Regions from separate parts of the Mus musculus genome. Here all the other regions are linked to region 3. The links are chromatin contacts, called in public HiChIP or PLAC-seq maps. All regions are on one chromosome and are shown on one strand. The core of a region is the stretch at or near the end of the contact, and the rest is flanking DNA. Distances in the headings are between cores, read along the strand shown. Region 1 overlaps Phlpp1 (PH domain and leucine rich repeat protein phosphatase 1). Region 2 overlaps Phlpp1 (PH domain and leucine rich repeat protein phosphatase 1). Region 3 has its middle 120 kb from the start of Gm41928.

What was found. HiChIP or PLAC-seq counts read pairs in DNA pulled down with a chosen protein or histone mark.
Region 1: a FOXA1 HiChIP or PLAC-seq map of pancreatic cancer cells shows a contact between it and region 3. The contact joins two enhancer-like sites. A contact is called at or near these places in 1 of 484 Hi-C or Micro-C datasets (brown adipocytes) and 2 of 115 datasets of contacts at active chromatin or transcription factors (bone marrow-derived dendritic cells and pancreatic cancer cells).
Region 2: a contact with region 3 is called in an HNF4G HiChIP or PLAC-seq map of pancreatic cancer cells. The contact joins two enhancer-like sites. A contact is called at or near these places in 1 of 484 Hi-C or Micro-C datasets (bone marrow-derived macrophages), 6 of 115 datasets of contacts at active chromatin or transcription factors (embryonic basal ganglia, embryonic stem cells, fibro-adipogenic progenitors and 2 more) and 1 of 9 other capture datasets (embryonic stem cells).

The regions. Positions count from the first base shown.
Region 1 is chr1:106,240,149-106,243,433 of GRCm38.p6, forward strand. The region is part of intron 1 of Phlpp1 (PH domain and leucine rich repeat protein phosphatase 1); the gene reads left to right. Among named protein-coding and RNA genes, the nearest start is that of Phlpp1, 70 kb to the left of the region's middle. Within about 2 kb of position 1,788, at least 102 of the 459 cell types and tissues checked have an H3K27ac peak or open chromatin away from gene starts, as enhancers often do. A contact at or near this core is called in pancreatic cancer cells, where this site is marked.
Region 2 is chr1:106,209,325-106,212,634 of GRCm38.p6, forward strand. The region is part of intron 1 of Phlpp1 (PH domain and leucine rich repeat protein phosphatase 1); the gene reads left to right. Among named protein-coding and RNA genes, the nearest start is that of Phlpp1, 39 kb to the left of the region's middle. Within about 2 kb of position 2,022, at least 35 of the 459 cell types and tissues checked have an H3K27ac peak or open chromatin away from gene starts, as enhancers often do. A contact at or near this core is called in pancreatic cancer cells, where this site is marked.
Region 3 is chr1:106,406,756-106,409,856 of GRCm38.p6, forward strand. No RefSeq gene overlaps it. Among named protein-coding and RNA genes, the nearest start is that of Gm41928, 120 kb to the right of the region's middle. Within about 2 kb of position 1,611, at least 115 of the 459 cell types and tissues checked have an H3K27ac peak or open chromatin away from gene starts, as enhancers often do. A contact at or near this core is called in pancreatic cancer cells, where this site is marked.

The DNA.
Region 1 (3,285 bases), core at 538-3,037, 170 kb before region 3:
CTTGATAGGATCTAGAATTTGAGACAAACCTGGCTGGGCTCGTCTTTAGATTACATTGAGGAGGGAAGACCCACCCTAAATATTGACAAGTATGTTTCCACAGGCTGGGGTCTTGGCTGAGCCGCAAGCTTCACCTCCCTCTGCTTCCTTCCTGGCAGTGGATGCAATGTGCCCAGATGCCTTTCCCCACTACCACGCCACCCTACTGTGATGTCTGTTTCTTGTGAGCCAAGGTAAATCCCTTCTTCCTAGGCGGCTTTTGTCAGGCATTTTGTTGCAACAGTGAGAAAACTAATACATATGGTGTTTGGTTTCAAGAGTCTTATCACTCTCAAGAATAACTTTAATCCAAGATGCTAAGCAGAAGAGGTTTCTAAGTAATCCAAAAATGGGAGAAGTAGAAATCATGATATGGACGACAGCCAGCCTGACTCCAGTCATTTCCATGAGCCTTTTTATGAATACAATTTACTGTATTCTCGTGTGCTCTTACAATGATGATCCAAGGCGATTAAAATATGTCCTGCCTTATCACAAAGCAAATAAATTATTTGCTTTGTGATAAGGCAGGACAAGTTATGTGACATTCCCAAGTATTGAAATAAGACTTATTGCAAGAAGAATTAAGTCTTGGAAATCTATAACGCTCCATAATGTGGGTCAGTACATGACCCACAACCCTCAGAAAGCCATTATATTATGTTTTAATAGCTTCAAGGATTGAAAATGAATTAGAGAACATCCCAGCCTTTAAAGTGAATTGAATATAGCTGCAGTAACTCCTCGTAGGGAAGGAGGCTAGAGACAGAAAAAGGAGCAAGGTGGCTATTGCTGTAGCTGAGTTGGACATGGGGGACCAAGGTCAAGAACCTGGGTATGGGCCCTTTAAGAGTGGAAGGGTTGCATGCAGACTTACAGGAAAAAATGTGCAAGAAGTGGTTAGGTGGCTGTATGTGACAAAGAGGGCTGAGTGGAAGTGATTGAGACTTTGCAGTGTTTTGGTCTGGGTACATGTGCATTACTACTGCAGAAGTGGGACACTGGGTTTTGCAAGGAGGAAAACTGGCTTTGTTCTAGAGTGCTGAGTTCAGTTGGCAAGAGACTTGGCAGGAGCTTGGATGTACCAGCCTGGATCTCTGAATGGTTCTTTTCAGCAGATCCCCAGGCAAGCAAAGACAGGCATACTTTCATTGTTGCCCTGGTAAATGCTTAATAATTATTGCTTGGTTTGTATGTCTTTTGAATTTTGTGGGATGACTGGATTTGCTTAGAAATAAACTTTGTTCAGATACGTAGTTTTCACTTACAAGAAGTGAGGAGACATGCCCATACACTTCCAGTGGGCTAGCCCATGATCCTTGTGCCTGCATGGTCTCCGGAAATGTCACACCATTTCACTGTCCTGCTGCCCTGTACATTGCTCACTTCCATGTAATTTTAAAAGTACAGGCACATTAGTAAAGTTTCCATCATGTTTGTCTTGTGCTTCTGCTTTTCTTCCACTGAGATGACTTGCTCATGGTTGACTTGAACTACTAAGGAATACACAGTTTCTCCACTCTCAATGTGAGAGCCCTTTTGCTGTGTCTTTGAATGTTTTGATACTTCCTTGATCTTTACACAAGTATTCCAAGTTTATTCGCTGCGCATTGTAGGATGCTGTTGGGACAGTAAGATGTTACAGCTGCACTTCCTTGAGTCAGTTTCTGATAGCAGCAGGGAACTTTGGAGGTGACTAAGGTAGTTAGTCTTCATAATAAATCAAAGTTTATTGAAATCACTGCTTACACAGCAGAGACTGTTGCTGGAAGCCTAAAAGCTGATAGACTAGGACGTAGCCCTGAGGGATCAGTGTGGGGGATCTGGATCGGTACCATTTTTGTTTTCTGTCTCTAATTACTACTCTGCTAATAATTGAGCATACTATTTATTAATTAGTGAGTGAGGGATTTTTCTCTATCTGAATAAAGATATCATAAAAGTAAATTTTCTTTTTTTTCAGCCTGGATATAGTCAACTTGAATTCCTATAACCAAGGAGTTGTTTATACAAATCTAAGCATATGTTTTTCTAATCAGGAATGTTGACTCATAGACCTCTTTCAGCGATCCCTTCCCTGAGTATGCTGCAGAAAAAGCAGCGGAGCTGCAGGGGAGAGTACATACTGACTAAGCTTTATTTCTAGAGCTGGAGAGGTGCCAGTCTTTCAAAGTTCTCAAGCCTAAGGCTTCTGGAAAAGAATATTTTCTCAGGCATGCCTTATTCAATTTCTAATGAGCTGTTGTTGTTCTGAAGTAAAACTGTAATTTGCTGTCACATTTGTGCTCTGTGGACATAACTGTGAAGCAGTTGGTTTTGTTGCTGATGTCCTTTTAGGATAAATGATTTGCTCAGAAGTTTGAGATGGTCCCAACTTTTTCTGGGGAAAATATTCTGACTTTGCTCCTCTTTTCTCATTAAAGTATCACTATTGTACTTTGCTTTTTTTCTCCCTTTTACCTTCTAATTTCTCAAAATGCCTTATTCCCTAAACACAATATAAAGAAAAGCCACTGATAAACAGGGTTTAAATTACTGATTCTTTTTTACTGTCAGGCCGAGTTTGCATTGAAATTTTTCAACAATTTAATTCCATTGAAAAATTAACAAACAAACACAACTTCCCGTGTGTGTGTGTGTGTGTGTGTGTGTGTGTGTGTGTGTGTGTGTGTGTGAGAGAGAGAGAGAGAGAGAGAGAGAGAGAGAGAGAGAGAGAGAAGCAGCAGCAGTAGCAGCAGTAGTAGCAGCAATAGTAGCAGTAGCAGGAATAACAGCAGTAGCAACAGTAGTAGCAGTGGCAGTAGCAATAGCAGTGGCAGCAGTAGCAGTAGCAGTAGCAGTCCCAGTAGTAGCAGTAGGAGTAGTAGAAGCAGCAGCAATAGCAGCAGCAGCAGCAGCAGCAATAGTAGCAATAGCAGCAGCAGCAATAGTAGCAGTAGCAGCAGTAGCAGTAGTAAGTAGTATTAGGTCAGTCAGAGGTAACTTTTAGGAAATGGTTTTCTCCTTTCATAGTGTGGGTTTTGGGACTGATCTCAATTCTTTAGGCTTGACATCAAGCAACCTTTCCTGTGGAGGCATCTTACTGGCCAAAAGGTTTTGTTGTTGTTGTTGCTTTGTTTTTGTTGTTGTTGTTTTTTTCCCCTTTTCTTTTTCTATTTTTTGAAAATAGGGGCGATCCTTATATCTGAAGCTTTGTAGACAGTGCACAAGGAAATGCCCTGCTGTTAAGACTGTAGTTCTGAGACT
Region 2 (3,310 bases), core at 772-3,271, 200 kb before region 3:
AGGCAGATCTCTGGGGCAAGCTGCTCAGCAAATCTGTCTACATGGCAAGTTCCAGGCTAGTGAGAGACTTGAGCCCCCAAAATAAGTTTGAGGGCACAATACAAACACAGAAGCAACACAGTGTGTTTGCCTAAGTATGTTAAAAGTGATTTATTGAGGAAAGGAGATGAGCAGTTCTTTTAAGGTTAAATAGAAGCAGCCCACAGAATTGCTCTGGAATGTTGTGGGCATCTCTGGGTTTCCTAGTTTCTCCTGTCCCTCAACAGGGATTTGGACAGAGCACATGAATAGTGACCTAAGAGGAGGTATTTTTTTCTGAGGGATAAAAGTACTTGGGGTGGAAGTGGCCAGACCCTGAGAAAGATCAAAGCTCAATGCACTGGGCCCAGAGAGTTGTCAGTGTGTTGATGTATCCTTTACACAGCACATACCTTCACTTGTGTATGGCTGGCTTCTCTCCCATGTGTTATGACTCCTACCTGTACCTTATGCTAGGGTGGGGGGCTCCAGACTGTTTTTTTGTCATTGCTTTCTTATTAAAACAAGATTTAAAGAGTAAGATTAAGGTAGGTCTCTCTCAATATCTCTCAATCAATCTCTCTCTCTCTCTCTCTCTCTCTCTCTCTCTCTCTCTCTCCCTCCCTCCCTCCCTCTGTTTTGAGACAGTGTTACTCTGTGTAGGTCTGGTTGTCCTGGAACTTAGTCTATAGCCCAGCCTGGTCTTGAACTTAGAGATCAATCAGCCTGCCCCTACCTCCCCAGTGCTGGGACCAAAGGTATGCACCACTGCCCGGCAGATTAACTTGTATTTTAAATGCTCAGAACTTGTGGGTATTTAACTTGTATTTAACAAAATTATAAAGTTATTTATCAGCACTGATTGACCCTAGATATTTCTGTATTCAGCTTGTTTCTGTAGCTCTTAAGAGCAAGCAAACAAACTTAAAATGCTCACTAGGTATTATTCTAGAAACCATTTCTGTTTCTGTGATGTCCTGTGCTTTCACGGAGGTTTACATTTAGAGTTTTAGTTTTAAAAATTAAAACACTTTTTAAATTTTATGAGTTTGAGTCTTTTGAATACCTGTTATACATTTATAGTCTCCTTTAAAGTAGTGACGGTATATTTTTACTATAATAGTTGTGATAGAGGAGGAGGTGGGAAAGAGTGCTTTTACCCCGGACAGATGACTTATAAAGTAAACTATCTAAAACAGTTACTTTAAAAAAAATTACCACTTTGCAACTAAATCCACAAAATCTAGCCCAGTGATTCATGTATCTGGTTAAAATTTTCCTTCAGAAAATTTCCAAGTATAGACTTCTTTACTCGCTTAAAAAAATTGATTTATGGGACTGGAGAAATAGCTTTGAGGTTAATAGAACTGGTTGCTCTTCCGGACTGCTCTGGTTTAATTCCCAGCACCCACATGGCAGCTCACAGCTGTCTGTAACTTCACTTCAGGGTGCCTGGCAAAACAACAATGCACATAAAGAAAATGCACTTTTAAAGGATTAATTTTATTAATTATGGTGTGTGTGTGTGCACTCGCACATGCATCTGTCTGTCTGTCTGTCTGTCTTGGTGTGCATGTGAATGCAGGTGCTTCTCGAGGATAGAGGCATCAGATCCCTGTTGACCTAGAGTTACAGGTGGCGGCAAGGAGCCTGATATCCTCTGCAGGCCAGATGCTGCCTCTCTGTCTCTGGAAGACATAACGACTTCTCCAGACTCCCTTTACTCCACTTTTGATCCCAAGCAGTTGAAACTGTTCAGTGTAACAACCTGCCTCTTCACTGTTTTGAACATTCTTTTCTCTACATAAGTCATCTTCTGAGATAATTACAGTGTTAAAGACCCATCCCTGTGCTCTTTGATTTCTCCTGGAATTTGAGGAGAACTAGGTGCCACCTACAAGTGGGAGATCGCCACTCACTTTTCCTGTGGGTTACTGGCCTTTAGCTATTTAGTCAGCGTTGTACGTCTCACGCAGGAAGTGAGTGTCCCATTCAGCCTCTTAGCAGACTGGACTGACTCACTGGTGGACCAAAGCCCCAGCCTACTTTACCATTTCCTCCAGGTCCCTTCTCAGTGGTGCTTTCTTAGCCCTCTCCTAAGGAGGAGTTTCTTAATTTTCAGAGTCAGTCATTCCACACAATTCTGACAATGATGGTTGTACCTCCACCTTAGCATGTGTGGGCTCGTCTGTCATGTTGATGCCATCACATTTTAGATTCTTGGTCATTTCCTTTTTCCATATTGCTGCCAAAGCTCTCTTCTCTTCTCTTCTCTTCTCTTCTCTTCTCTTCTCTTCTCTTCTCTTCTCTTTTTTTCTTTCTTTCTCTTTCTTTCTTTCTTTCTTTCTTTCTTTCTTTCTTTCTTTCTTTCTTTCTTTCTTCCTTCCTTCCTTCCTTCCTTCCTTCCTTCCTTCCTTCCTTCCTCTTTCAAATATTTTTCTTTATTCTCTCTCTCTTTTTTTTTTTTTTTTTTTTAAAGACACGGTCTCACTATGTAGCCTTGATTAGGTTGGAACTCAATAAGTAGACCAGGCTGGCCTTGAACTCAAATAGCTTCTCCTGCCTCTGACTCCAGAGTGCTGGAATTGCCCTCAATCCCAGCCAACTCTGTCCAGTTTTCTTGAAGATCACCTCTGATATCCCTCTCCACTGCATGAAGTATTGGTCTCCAAGAAAGATCCTTTGTGACACTATTCACTGGGGGAGATGTGCACAGATGTCTCCTCACCTCAGGTAGGAAACTGATGAAAGACCAAAGTAAAGTTGCTGCCAAAGTTCAACTTGGTGAACAAACAAGTTTTATTGTGGTTCTTTATAGAAATATGGATGAAGGGTTATTTATAGGAGCAAAAGTGACTCAAAGACAGCTATATCACCAAAAGCCTACCCAGTATGGATGGCAGCTATCAAAGCTAGACACTTAGAACACATTGCACAGCGTGCACACAGCCCTACAGGTTGGGTGGTATCCTCTCCAGGTAGCTTAGTGTGTCTGAGCCTCTTTCTGGAAGCTCATTGGGCCTTTGTTCTTGCAGGGAGTAGTCTAGCCTGAGGGCCTCCTCGTAGTCTTTACTGCCTGTTTATTCTTGGACAGTTTCAGGGACTTCTTGAGGCCTTTGAGTTTACTTCAAAAGCTTAAGGAGCTTCCCAGCAGGATGGAATAGTTTCCTTTAGAATATCCTGTGTCTTACAGACCTTCCCTCCAATACCACAACAAAAATACAGATTCATCTGGATATAGGAAGAAACAAATAAGATCTGCAGTTATCCTGAAGAACTGCTTTTAAATAAT
Region 3 (3,101 bases), core at 361-2,860:
AACATGGAGGAAGGAGCTGAGGTGTGGGAGCTGAGTGGAGGTAACCAGCCACATGGCAGAACTTAGAATAAAGGTTGCGATCAAATCAGGGAACAAAGGTATTTGTAAATATATTTGAGTCTCAGTGATTATTCTGGGAGCCTGGGCCTGGGAGGAAAAACTTACTTTACTGCCAGCTCCAGGTGTTCCCTCAAAATCTGTAGCTAGCTCCAGGCTATCCTTCCTTACAAATTGTTCCAACTGCTGCCTGCATGTCCGTATCCCCAGATGGTCCCCCAGTACTGTGTAGTGAGTGAAACAGCTTGCTCTTCCAGGGACTTGGCCAGCATCCCAACTTTCTTGGGTCCCTAAAGATGTCAATGCCCCACACAGCAGGAAGCAGTCTAAAAAAGCATGGCACCCAATCTCTCCTTCCTATTCCTCACCTTTTGTTATAAACAAAGGGGAGGAATGTTAGTCCCAGCCTGCCTTCAGTGACTCAGTGCCAGCAGCCCTGACATACCAGCCCAAAGGCGACACTCACATCCTTTAAAAGGTTCCTGATGAGGAGGCCCTGTTCTCTGTCTCCTGGTCCCTCTGTCTCTTGCTCTTTGTATTTCTCCATCTCCCCTGCCCCTTATCTCTTGTGTGAGACTTGTTTCTTGGTGTGCTCTCTGTGGCATGACTTATCCCACCCATCATGAATCCACCATGGTACTCCTCCCACCACAGAAAACCTAACAATGATTCTGTTAGGAAGCACAGTCTTGGAACAGGACACGCTGTATGGCTAAGGTGCTACTGAGGCTGGGTGGAGCCAGGAGGAACCAGATCAAGGCAGATAGGAGCATGAGGCAGGTTGTGAAATTCAAGGATCCCTAAGCAGTGCCGAGGGCATCTGGGACTGGAGCCTGTTTCTGAGGGCTTTGCTTTAGTGAGGGCCTTCAGTGAATTTGCCCTCAACTGCCAGTCAGTCATTTGGTGAACTGAGCTTCTAGCAAGCTCTGTGGCCACATCTCCCTCAAAGAGATAGCCAGTCAGCAGCCACAGATAGGTGCAGGCTGCTTGCTTTGTCCTAAAGTTCCCTGGGCTGTTCTCTTGCAGCCTAGGTAGAAAATCACAGCTGTTGAAGGTTGAGGAGGTGGCGGGGGTGGGGGGGGGTGGGGAAGGGTGTACTCAAGGACCTTGCCAAGTACTCCATCAAAAACCAGGGCACTACTTTTTCACAGCAGAATAACAGGTTCTGAGAGAGGCTCTCGGGGCTGGTGGCTAAGCTAGGGGACAGCTACATGGCCGAGTATGGATGGAACCTCGCTAGCCCTGGGCGAGACAGAGTCACAGTTGGATGAGTCACCGTCTCAGAATCTCAGTCTGCAAATGAAGGAAGTGACACTGGGACCACAGCCAGGAGAGTCAGAAATGCTAGGAGTGACTGAAAGAGGTCACCAGGAGATCAAGCTATTCTCACCTGAGGCCAGGACCTGCAGAGATGGCTTTGTAGGGGACCTCCAGGGGCGACTAGCTGTGGGGGATGTGAGAGTGAACCTAGTGGAGGAGGAAGTGGATCAGAGCTAGACTTCATGGTCTCCTGCTGGAGGAATCCCGATCAGGCTGTATGCAGTCTAAGATAGGAAGTGGCTCCCAGCAAACTGGTGAGACAGAATAAAGGACCAGAGCCCAGAGTGATGGCTGCTTCCTCTGTCTTCTCTGAAAATCTCCATTGGGCAACCAGCCTGCTCCCCTATAGAGTAAGGGGCAAACAAAGCCAGAGAGCTCCTGTAATCCTCCAGTTGGGTCTTGATTATATAACCTCACCCTTACTGGCTGAGAAGCTGTATATAAGTTTTTGTACTGAGTAATAAAGTTAGACCTGTATACTGATGTGTGTGGGTGTGAAATCTTTGTGGGTCCTGTCTCCACTTTCTCCCCATTTCTTGGTCCCAGTTCTGTCAACTAGAGGATGAGCACATGCCAGGGTGCAGTCCACACGAAGGACCCCTCCATCCAAACCCTATCCTGTTTGAAAATGGGAACATGCGGAGCAGACAGATCTACAACTGGGGAAGACTAATGACTCTTCTAGGGTCATCAGCAAGAGGATGTCAGAGATCCTTCGGCCTTCCCAAAGGGTGGTGACTTCACATGCCAGTGCCTCCGGAAGCAGCAAGCACCCTCCTCTGGGGCTGCCAGCTCCTCGCTGCCACTTCCTGTTTCAGGTGTGGTTTTCCTGGGCACACAAATCAAATTCCACAGCAGCAATGATTCCAAATAGTACAACTGGCTTGGAGTTAGAGACTGAATGTGTCGAAGGATCTCTCTTAGAACATGAATCTATCCTTGCTTACTGAGTTCTATATAAATAAAGAAGTGCCCCACTGCCCGTCAGTCAGGCTGTAAGAACTGCAGCCCCACAACCATGCCTGACTCATTCCTTCTCCAACTCCATACCAGCCCCCAGCCCCTAGCTCCCACCCCCGTGGGATCTAACCAATACTGGTATGGCCCTCAGCAACCAAGTCCAAAGTTAAAGATGTGATATCTCCATCTCTATCTCATCTCTATCTCTACCTCTATCTCTATATCTCTATAGATCTATACCTATATATGTCAGCAAATTGTTAGATTCAGAAGAGAGATACAGATTGATCTGAAACCTGAACCACTTCTACATAAGGCTTTCAGGGCATCTAGACCACTTGACAAAGCAAGTCTGTGGTCACTTAACTGGAGAACCACTGTGATAAGAATTCCTTCAGTCAACAATTTACCAGACACTTAGATGATACCCAGTAGGCCTGAAGAGATTTGTGGCTGACCTAGATTCTAATGGCCTAGTTCACATTCCATCCCATTTCCTGTCACCTAGCTTCCTGTGGATCTTTTGGGATTCCCCCGTTTGCAGGACTGTGTGGTACCAGTTCCTGCTGAAGAGAACAGTCACAGATCCCTGCCGAAACCTCCCTGTGCTGTGTATTCCCCACTGTTCCCCAGCAGTTGGTATGCACAGCCACGGCTGGGGCAAGAGTTCTGTGCTTGAGAGCCCAGGAAGCTTCTGAGGAGCCCAACTGTCTGAGTGAAGAGCACCCTCACTGTGTGGTGACCCCTCCTCATGCACACCACAC